2 separate regions of the Mus musculus genome follow, and region 1 is linked to region 2. The links are chromatin contacts, called in public HiChIP or PLAC-seq maps. All regions are on one chromosome and are shown on one strand. The core of a region is the stretch at or near the end of the contact, and the rest is flanking DNA. Distances in the headings are between cores, read along the strand shown. Region 1 holds the start of Pak6 (p21 (RAC1) activated kinase 6). Region 2 overlaps Gm39913 (a long non-coding RNA gene).

Evidence for each region. HiChIP or PLAC-seq counts read pairs in DNA pulled down with a chosen protein or histone mark.
Region 1: an HNF4G HiChIP or PLAC-seq map of pancreatic cancer cells shows a contact between it and region 2. The contact joins the promoter of Pak6 here to the enhancer-like site in region 2. A contact is called at or near these places in 4 of 39 promoter capture datasets (the C10 cell line, the HPC-7 cell line, hematopoietic stem and progenitor cells and 1 more), 3 of 115 datasets of contacts at active chromatin or transcription factors (double positive thymocytes, embryonic basal ganglia and pancreatic cancer cells) and 2 of 9 other capture datasets (adipose tissue and liver).

The regions. Positions count from the first base shown.
Region 1 is chr2:118,662,103-118,665,973 of GRCm38.p6, reverse strand. It overlaps Pak6 (p21 (RAC1) activated kinase 6), which reads right to left and starts at 2,397. Exons shown (of 11, transcript NM_001033254.3): 1 at 1,951-2,397; 2 at 1,108-1,191.
Region 2 is chr2:118,836,315-118,840,128 of GRCm38.p6, reverse strand. It overlaps Gm39913 (a long non-coding RNA gene), which reads left to right. Exons shown (of 2, transcript XR_866660.2): 2 at 2,465-2,739. It also overlaps a transcript of Knstrn not described here. Among named protein-coding and RNA genes, the nearest start is that of Gm39913, 24 kb to the left of the region's middle. Within about 2 kb of position 2,343, at least 18 of the 459 cell types and tissues checked have an H3K27ac peak or open chromatin away from gene starts, as enhancers often do. A contact at or near this core is called in pancreatic cancer cells, where this site is marked.

The DNA of each region.
Region 1 (3,871 bases), core at 1,148-3,647, 170 kb after region 2:
ACTGTGGTCCTTTGTGTCCTCTCTCCCAGGACAGGGAACAGTGTTGGTCATCCTGAGGAAAACTACATAGAGTAGGCTGTACCCCACTGGCCTGCACCTTCCCTGTGTCTGGCAAATCTCAAATGTACCCAGTGTATGTGGGTGGGGGAGGGGTCACCAGAAAGGTTATGCAGTTCCTATGCCCTGCAGGGCTCAGAGTTTCCACCCAAGTCAAATACTTCTTGAAGGGTTCATTTTTGGTGCCAAATCCCTTGGTGCCCTTGTCATGCGAGTTCCCAGGCTTATCACCAGAAAAAAAAAATGTAGGTAAAAATGCCCACAGAGCGGGGCCCTTCTTAACCCAAAGACCAACCCCCAATCCTAACTAGGTGAGCTCCCAAGCCCACCCTGGGAACTCAGTTTTCATCAGAACCAACTTAGGGAAAGACACCCCTGTCTCCCCGGAAGGAATGCAACATTTTCTGACCTTGGCATTCTACACCAGTGGCTACACTGCACTAACCTTGCTCCCTGGGGCATGGACTTGAGTTCCTGGGGCCTGATGAAGCCCACCAGCCCAGAATCCTGAGCAGAAGTGGTAAGCCCAAGCAAGACTAAGGGTAGCACTAGCTTGCCCCCAGGCAGGCCCCTGGCCCTGGCCTCATGCTGACTTTCAGAGTCAGAGTCTGCCAGGTTAAGTTCAGGGAAAGGGCACCAGTGGGGGCTGGAGCCCAGTAGGCAGAGGACGCACCATAAATATTTGCAGAATGACTACATGAGGGGCAGGTGAGAAGGGCTTCTTGGAAGAAGTGCTGGTGGCCCTCGCTTGGTCTGGCAGGAGCAGGAAGCAAAGGCAGGGACTGTAGAAACAAGCCCAGAGCCAGAAACTGGTTTCCACCGAGCTGTTTCAAAATCTACCTGAAGAGGGGGTGGCCAACAGTCAGGTCACCTCAGGGATCCTTAGTCCAAGAGCTCACAGTTTTTGGTTTTTTGGTTTTTTTGTTTGTTTTTTTTTTTTTGTGAACACGGAGTTAGCTTCTCTGGCCTAGGTGAGGAGTGGCCTCAATAAATGGATACCCTGTCCCCAGCTCAAGAATCCAGAACCTGCTGCCACAGTGGAGACCTTACCTTGGCACTCCTTCTGGGCAGCTGGGCCTCACCCTCTCCCACTGTAGGCTGGTGCTTGTCTGGAGCCCAGAAGCTTGGTGCTACCTTTAGGCAAAAAAAAAAAAAGAAAGAAAAAGAAAGACCCCGGTGATTTTCTCTTTCAGCCGCTTTTCCCCAGAAGGTCCCTGATTGGTGTCATCTCATCTCTGTGGGCACAACCTCCCTGCCTGCGGCAGCTTACTCACCAATGTGCCTAAAAGCCTGCCAGTTGTGTGGAGGAGGTAGGGGGCCCACACCCCTCTGCCTGTCACACATAGGGGCATGCCTGAAAGGGGGTTTCAGGGTGGCCCCCAGCCGAGCCCCGGCCTGTAGCCTGCTCATTGGATGTGTCTTTGAGCTCAGCAGGGACACACATAGGAGCTGAACAGCTCTGCCTGGGAGAGTGATAAGATCCTTGTTAGAAAGGTGTTCTCTGGGCACTCAGGGCTGTCAGGAAGACAAGAGATGAACCTGCACACCCATGCCTATTAGTTTAGTTCCTAACACTTGGCCAGGCCTCAGGACCACGTCCTACCTTGGCATCTGGCCACGTCTCTGTCCTGTGGTCCCAGCCAGGGCTTGGGCCTGCCCGAGCAGGCAGCTGTCCTTCTGTCTGCTCAGGCCACGTGTTTGCTGTCCCTTCTCCCCAACATGCACTCAAGACTAGGCTGGCCCAGCATCGATCAGAATCAACCCCTGTCAGGTCCCCATCCCAGCTCTCTGCTGACCAGCGGCTGTCCTCAGATCTGGCTGGGCGCATACGCACTGTGACACACCCTCACCCTCTCACACACGTGGGTCCACACCCAGTACAGAGCCACCTACCTGCACAGGCCTGCCTATGCCAATCCAGTCTTGCTCTCCAAATACCAGTGACCCTGGAAGCCACACGTTTCCTTTTACAGAAAGATCCCCTTGAGAGGTGAGCGCAAAGGCAGCCCAGAAGGACTCCAGTCGGTGTGGACTAGACTCCCCTTCTCTCCCAGAACCTTCAGAGGACACACGGGCAGCCCGAACACCATGTCTGCTATTGTATTCTGCCAGCCGAGGTCTCTCCATGGGCACCTCTGGCTCCCTCCGTGCCTTCCATGTCCTTAGGGGGTAGTGGCAGCTTCCGGGCGAGTTCCATTTTCCTCCAAGCCGAGGTAGGGCGGGGAGAGTTAGAAGGGGCGGGCCTCAGGGACACCTCCAAGTTTTCAGCTCCCCAAATAATCAGATGCAAAGGGGGAAGGAAGAAAAGCCAGGGTGGGTGGGTGACTCAGTGGCGGTGGGCCGGCTTAGTCACCTGGATGGCTGCTTGCTGCTCCCGGCATGTCAGGAACCGAGCAGTGCCCTCCCCCCACCTGCTGTGGTCTGCCGCTGCTGTCAGGAAGAGCTGGCCGTGGAGCCCCCGGTGTGTTCAAGCTGCGGAGCAAGCGACAACCGCTCCCGCCTTCCTCTGGTCAATCGATCAGGGCCCGGCAGCCCCGGCCGCGGCGCACCCCTCCTCCACCGTGCACCCCAGCTCACTTTGGGATTTCTCCATTAGAATCTCAGGCAGCGACCTGCTCCTGTAGGGCGCGAGCAGCTCCAACGTTGCCTGGCAATTTTGATATCGTCGGGGGTTGCCATGGGGAGGAGGGTGATGTCATTGACACAAAAAAACCCACTGAATTTACAAATCAGCTGGGGCTGGAGCTATTTATAAAAAAACACGTTTCTTACTGCTTTCCTTTGCTGAGGGGGAGGAGGGAGAGAAAAGACTGAGGGGTGGGATTCAGAGGAGCCTACTGTAGTTCACCTCACCGTTGTTCCCCAGAAACCAGACCTTCTTGGCTCACAGCCAAGCCTAACCCCCTTCCCATCCGCGCCCCAGGTTTGCAGCTGTGGGTCTCAGCCCTGGCAGGCGTGGCCACACCTGGGCTGCACGTTCTCATCTGGTTTTGTCCTAAAGGGCAAAAAGGGTGAGGATGGAGGGTGGGGTACTCAGCTCTGTGGGTACCATCTTTCTGTTCTCCCCTGCTCCAGCATCGCCCCTCCCACAACTAGAAACAGTTGCATGGGAGGAAAGGAGACTCAGGATGCCCACCTGCTGGTTCCCTGAAGAGCACTCCGTAAGCATGGCCCCTCCCTCACTGTCTTGAGCCTCCTGCCTCCTTCACTGGTCATTTTCTCTCATGTCCATCTGGGAAGTGCCCAAATTCCCGTCTTAGCCAATTGTTTGCCTTTTCCCTTTTCCCAGGCATCATTCCATAATCTCTCTGTGGCTTCCTCTAAACTCTGCTGAAGGCTGACCTCAAACCTATGTGGTAGCTGCCCCATTGTGAACAGTCCAGCCCACACTGCCCACCACGTGTTCCTAGACCCACAAGTACTGCCACGAGAAAGCTAGAAGTCTTCTGATTCTAACTACCCAAGGGGGCACTAAAGTATTCACATCACTTTTGAACATTCATTCTTAAAATGTGGCTAACTCCCTGAGCTCTGAATTTTCAGTCTTGAGCTCACATCTCAGCTCTATTGTTCACTAATTGAGTGACTCTGGCCTGCTGTTTAATCAACTGAACCTCAGTGTCATCATCTATAAAATGGAAACAATTTCACCTGCCTCCCAGGATTATGGGAATTCCGTAGACAAAGCTGCCCGGCCAGGGACTGTCCATCCGAGAGCTTGGTAAACATCAGCATTCTTCTCCGTTGGCCTATGTCATTTATTGCTCATTCTTATCTACCTAGTCACCAAGCTAATCTTCTAAAACCAGGACTC
Region 2 (3,814 bases), core at 1,094-3,593:
ACAATGTATATACAGATAATCTTAATTTATATTAAGCCATGTAGTTTGGACTCACTCTTCTAATATGATGGTAAATGCATTGTTACTATGTCTTATAATTCCAAAAAAGGAAATGAAACAAAAGGGGGCCAGCAAGTAGAAGAAAAAGTGTTACAAGGATGTAGGAATAAAGATAGTTTTGGTAAATAAGGATTTCTGAATGGTAAGACTTTATCCTAAAGATAAAGATCCTAGATTCTTCCAGAAAAATAAAAATAAAACAAAGCTAGAAAGCCTACACACGTCACGAAATGTCTGAATAAGTTATATAAGGGATGTGATAGCTGAGACTTGGAGACGGTAATGAGTGACATTAAAATATCTAAAGTCAAAGTTCAGCACATTAATGACAAATTGTTATTGAAATCAACAGATTTCTCTTATTGATTTTTCTCTTGGTAACATTTACCAAATAAAGTCTAGTAAAAACTGTGTTTAATCAATATAACTACTTGGGAAACTGAATCTTAATAAAACTGAGATTAAAAAGTGTTTGGTTATTATCAAAGCTTTATCAAAATGTTCCATGTACTGGCTGATTTTGTGTGTCAACTTGACACAAGTTAGAGTCATCAGAGAGGAAAGAGCCTCAGTTGAGGAAATGCCTCCATGAGATCCAGCTGTAGAGCATTCTCTCAATTTGTGATCAATGGGGAAGGGCCCAGCCCATTGTGGGTGGTGCCATCCCTGGCCTGGTGGTCCAGGATTCTGTAAGAAGGCAGGTTGAGCAAGCCATAGGGAAGCCAGCCAGGAAGCAGTACCCCTCCATAGCCGCTGTATCAGCTCCTGCCTCCAACTTTTTGAGTGCCTGTCCCGATTCCCTCCAGTGGTTGGGTATAAGTTTTGTGTGACTATGGGCTTCTGGTACCCCTAACTCCTGAGTTAAAGTCCCACCCCAGGAAGAAGAGAAAGCTTCCATGAAACTGTGCGACACTGATTCTCAACCTGTGGGTCAACAGGTGTCAACTATCCCTTTCACAGAGATTACCAAGACCGTAGGAAAACATACATTATGATTTATAACTAACAAAATTAGTTATGCAGTAGCGACAAAATAATTCTATGGCTGGGAGTCTCCACAACATGAGGAGCAGTATTAGAGTCACAGCAGGCAAGCTGAGAGTCACTGGACCTCACTTTCCTTTGTCACCTAGAAAAAAGGCTGCTTTCTTCTTCTCAAGTCTCTAAATGTCCTTTTGTCTTTCTATCTCGCCTCAGGTCTTTTTGGGGGGGTGGATGGGGGGATGGGTCTCATGACCCAGACTGGTTTTGAACTCCTAGGTTCTGTTGTTTCCACTTCCCAGGTGCTGAGATTATAGACTATGCTAGGCAAATGCCTAGCACCCCATAAACCACAATGATGTTGGGGTGGTGTGCTCAATGCAAAGGCAGGAGAATCCACTCCAGTGGGGAGCCACTTACAGCGAGGAACTGTTGGGGCTTCATGAGGAAGACCGGAGACCTTACAAGGGATCCACGGAGGCTCTCCATGAGGTTTTATAAATGGAGAAGGGCTTTGAAAAGCAGGCTGGCTGGTTTCCTTGTAAGATGGGGACAGAGATAAGGAACAGTAGGAAAGCAACTGCTTGCTGCAGGAAAGCTAGCTTCCTGTTAACTCCTTTTGTGTTAAGGATTAAGACAAAACTTTTTATCAAGTAGGCAAGTCTGGGAGATTTTTGGCTGTTTCCACTTTAATTCAGATCGGTAAGAGCAGGTAGACATTTTAGTTTCACCTTGGTGACTTTGATTCTCGTTTGGTTTTTATTATTATTTTCTTCATTTACATTTCAAATGCTATCCTCTTTCCTAGTTTCCTCTCTGAAAGTCCTCTATACCCCACCCCGCCCTGCTCTCCAACCCACCCACTCTTGCTTCCTGGCCCTGGCATTCCCCTGCACTGGGGCATATAATCTTTGCAAGACCAAGGGCCTCTCCTCCCATTGATGGCCAACTAGGCCATCCTTGGCTACATATGCAGCTAGAGACACAGCTCTGGGGGGTACTGGTTAGTTCATATTGTTGTTCTCCTATAGGGTTGCAGACCCCTTCAGCTCCTTGAGTACTTTCTCTAGCTCCTCCATTAGGGGCCCTGTGTTCCATCCAATAGATGACTGTGAGCATCCACTTCTGTATTTGCCAGGCACTGGCACAGCCTCACAAAAGAGAGCTATATCAGGGTCCTGTCACCAAATCTTGTTGACATATGCAACAGTGTCTGGATTTGGTGTTTGTTTAATGGGATGGATCCCTGGGTGGGGCAGTCTCTATTTTTAACCTGGCTTTTCAGATAGTTTTGAAACAATGGCCTCCTGTAATTCTGTTCCCCTTAAAACCACAAAACAAAACCCTGACACTGTACTCCTGCTCTGTAGTTGAGGGTGAATTTTTTTTTTCAAAAGTTTATTATTTGTGTGTGTTTCCTCAGAAGCTAAGAGGTCATTGGATCCCCGGAACTGGTGTGACAGATGCTGGAGGTAAACACTGGTCTTCTGAAAGAGGTCTCTTCACTGCCGTGTCATCTCCAGCCCTGCTGAGCAGGATCTTGAACTCTCAGTCCTCCTGCCTCCAGCTCCTGGGATTGATTAGCGGCAGGCATGATCTCACTACTAAGCCTGATTTTATGCAATGTTTGGGATTGAACCTGGGGCTTCATGTATGTTATTAAGAATTTTACCAACTAAACTACATCCCTAGCCTGGCCTCCTGCATCTTTCCTTTTTTCATCAGAGGTTTCATTTGGGTTTATAAGGGAAAACGGTGTGTGGGTTGCTGGGGATCGATTCCAGGGCCTTGTGCATACTGAACACATACTTTACCAGTGAATACTTTCATCTCTCCCACCCCTCAAGCCCTGAAAGTCCATGAGAAGTCTTTTGAAGTGTCATTTTAAAGATGGTTTAATCTGAGTGTAAGCGCCAAAGTGATATACACACAGGGGAAGGCAGTGGGCATGCTCAGTCAGGACTGTGGCTGGAGGCAAAGCTGGAAAAACCCAGTGGGAAAGCCTGGGCTATAAGGCGGCAGAGTACTGGGCTACAAGTGCTGTAGCTGGCGGGTAGCAGGTCTCAGTAAAGCACGTCCCTTGCAGCTTTACCCTGTGTTGACGCCAGGTTGATTTACTTATGAGGGATGATAGTTGGGGCCAGTGTGATTCCTGCACATTCACAGATCTCTGGCTGGAAGAATGGAAAGCAGAAAACCTTCTAGGAGTTTGTTTTGACCAACCTACTCTGCCCTCTATGTTCTGTGACAGAGATAAGACACCAATGGATATGTGTAACTTCTAAAACCAGTGCAGTGGAAAAGCAGAGTCAGTTAAGCTTAAGAGAAATAATGCCTGTGTGTTCTTACAGGTTTGGTGAGTCCCTTTCCACATGGTCTAAGTCACATGTTGACTGGTTGGATTCATCCCATTTTATGCAAAATAGAATTGGATTTGGATATATATCACAAAATTTAAAATGTGAGATACATGAAAATATCAAAGTGAGGTCATTATTTTGTATGTTAATTGAAGAATAAGAGTGAGACCAGGTATGGTGCTGCACACCTTTAATCCCAGGCAGAGGCAGGAGGATCTTTGAGTTTGAGGCCAGCCTGTATGAGCAGAGCTAAATGCTGGCAGCATCTTAGTATTGTTATGTCTGTGACCCATCACCTGTCTCCTATTTTGTAATTCTTCCTCACATGCCTAAGGCAATCTAGAATTGTATCTAACTGGTTCTAATAAAGAGCTGACAGGCAATAGCTGGGCAAGAAGTGGAAGGCAGATCTG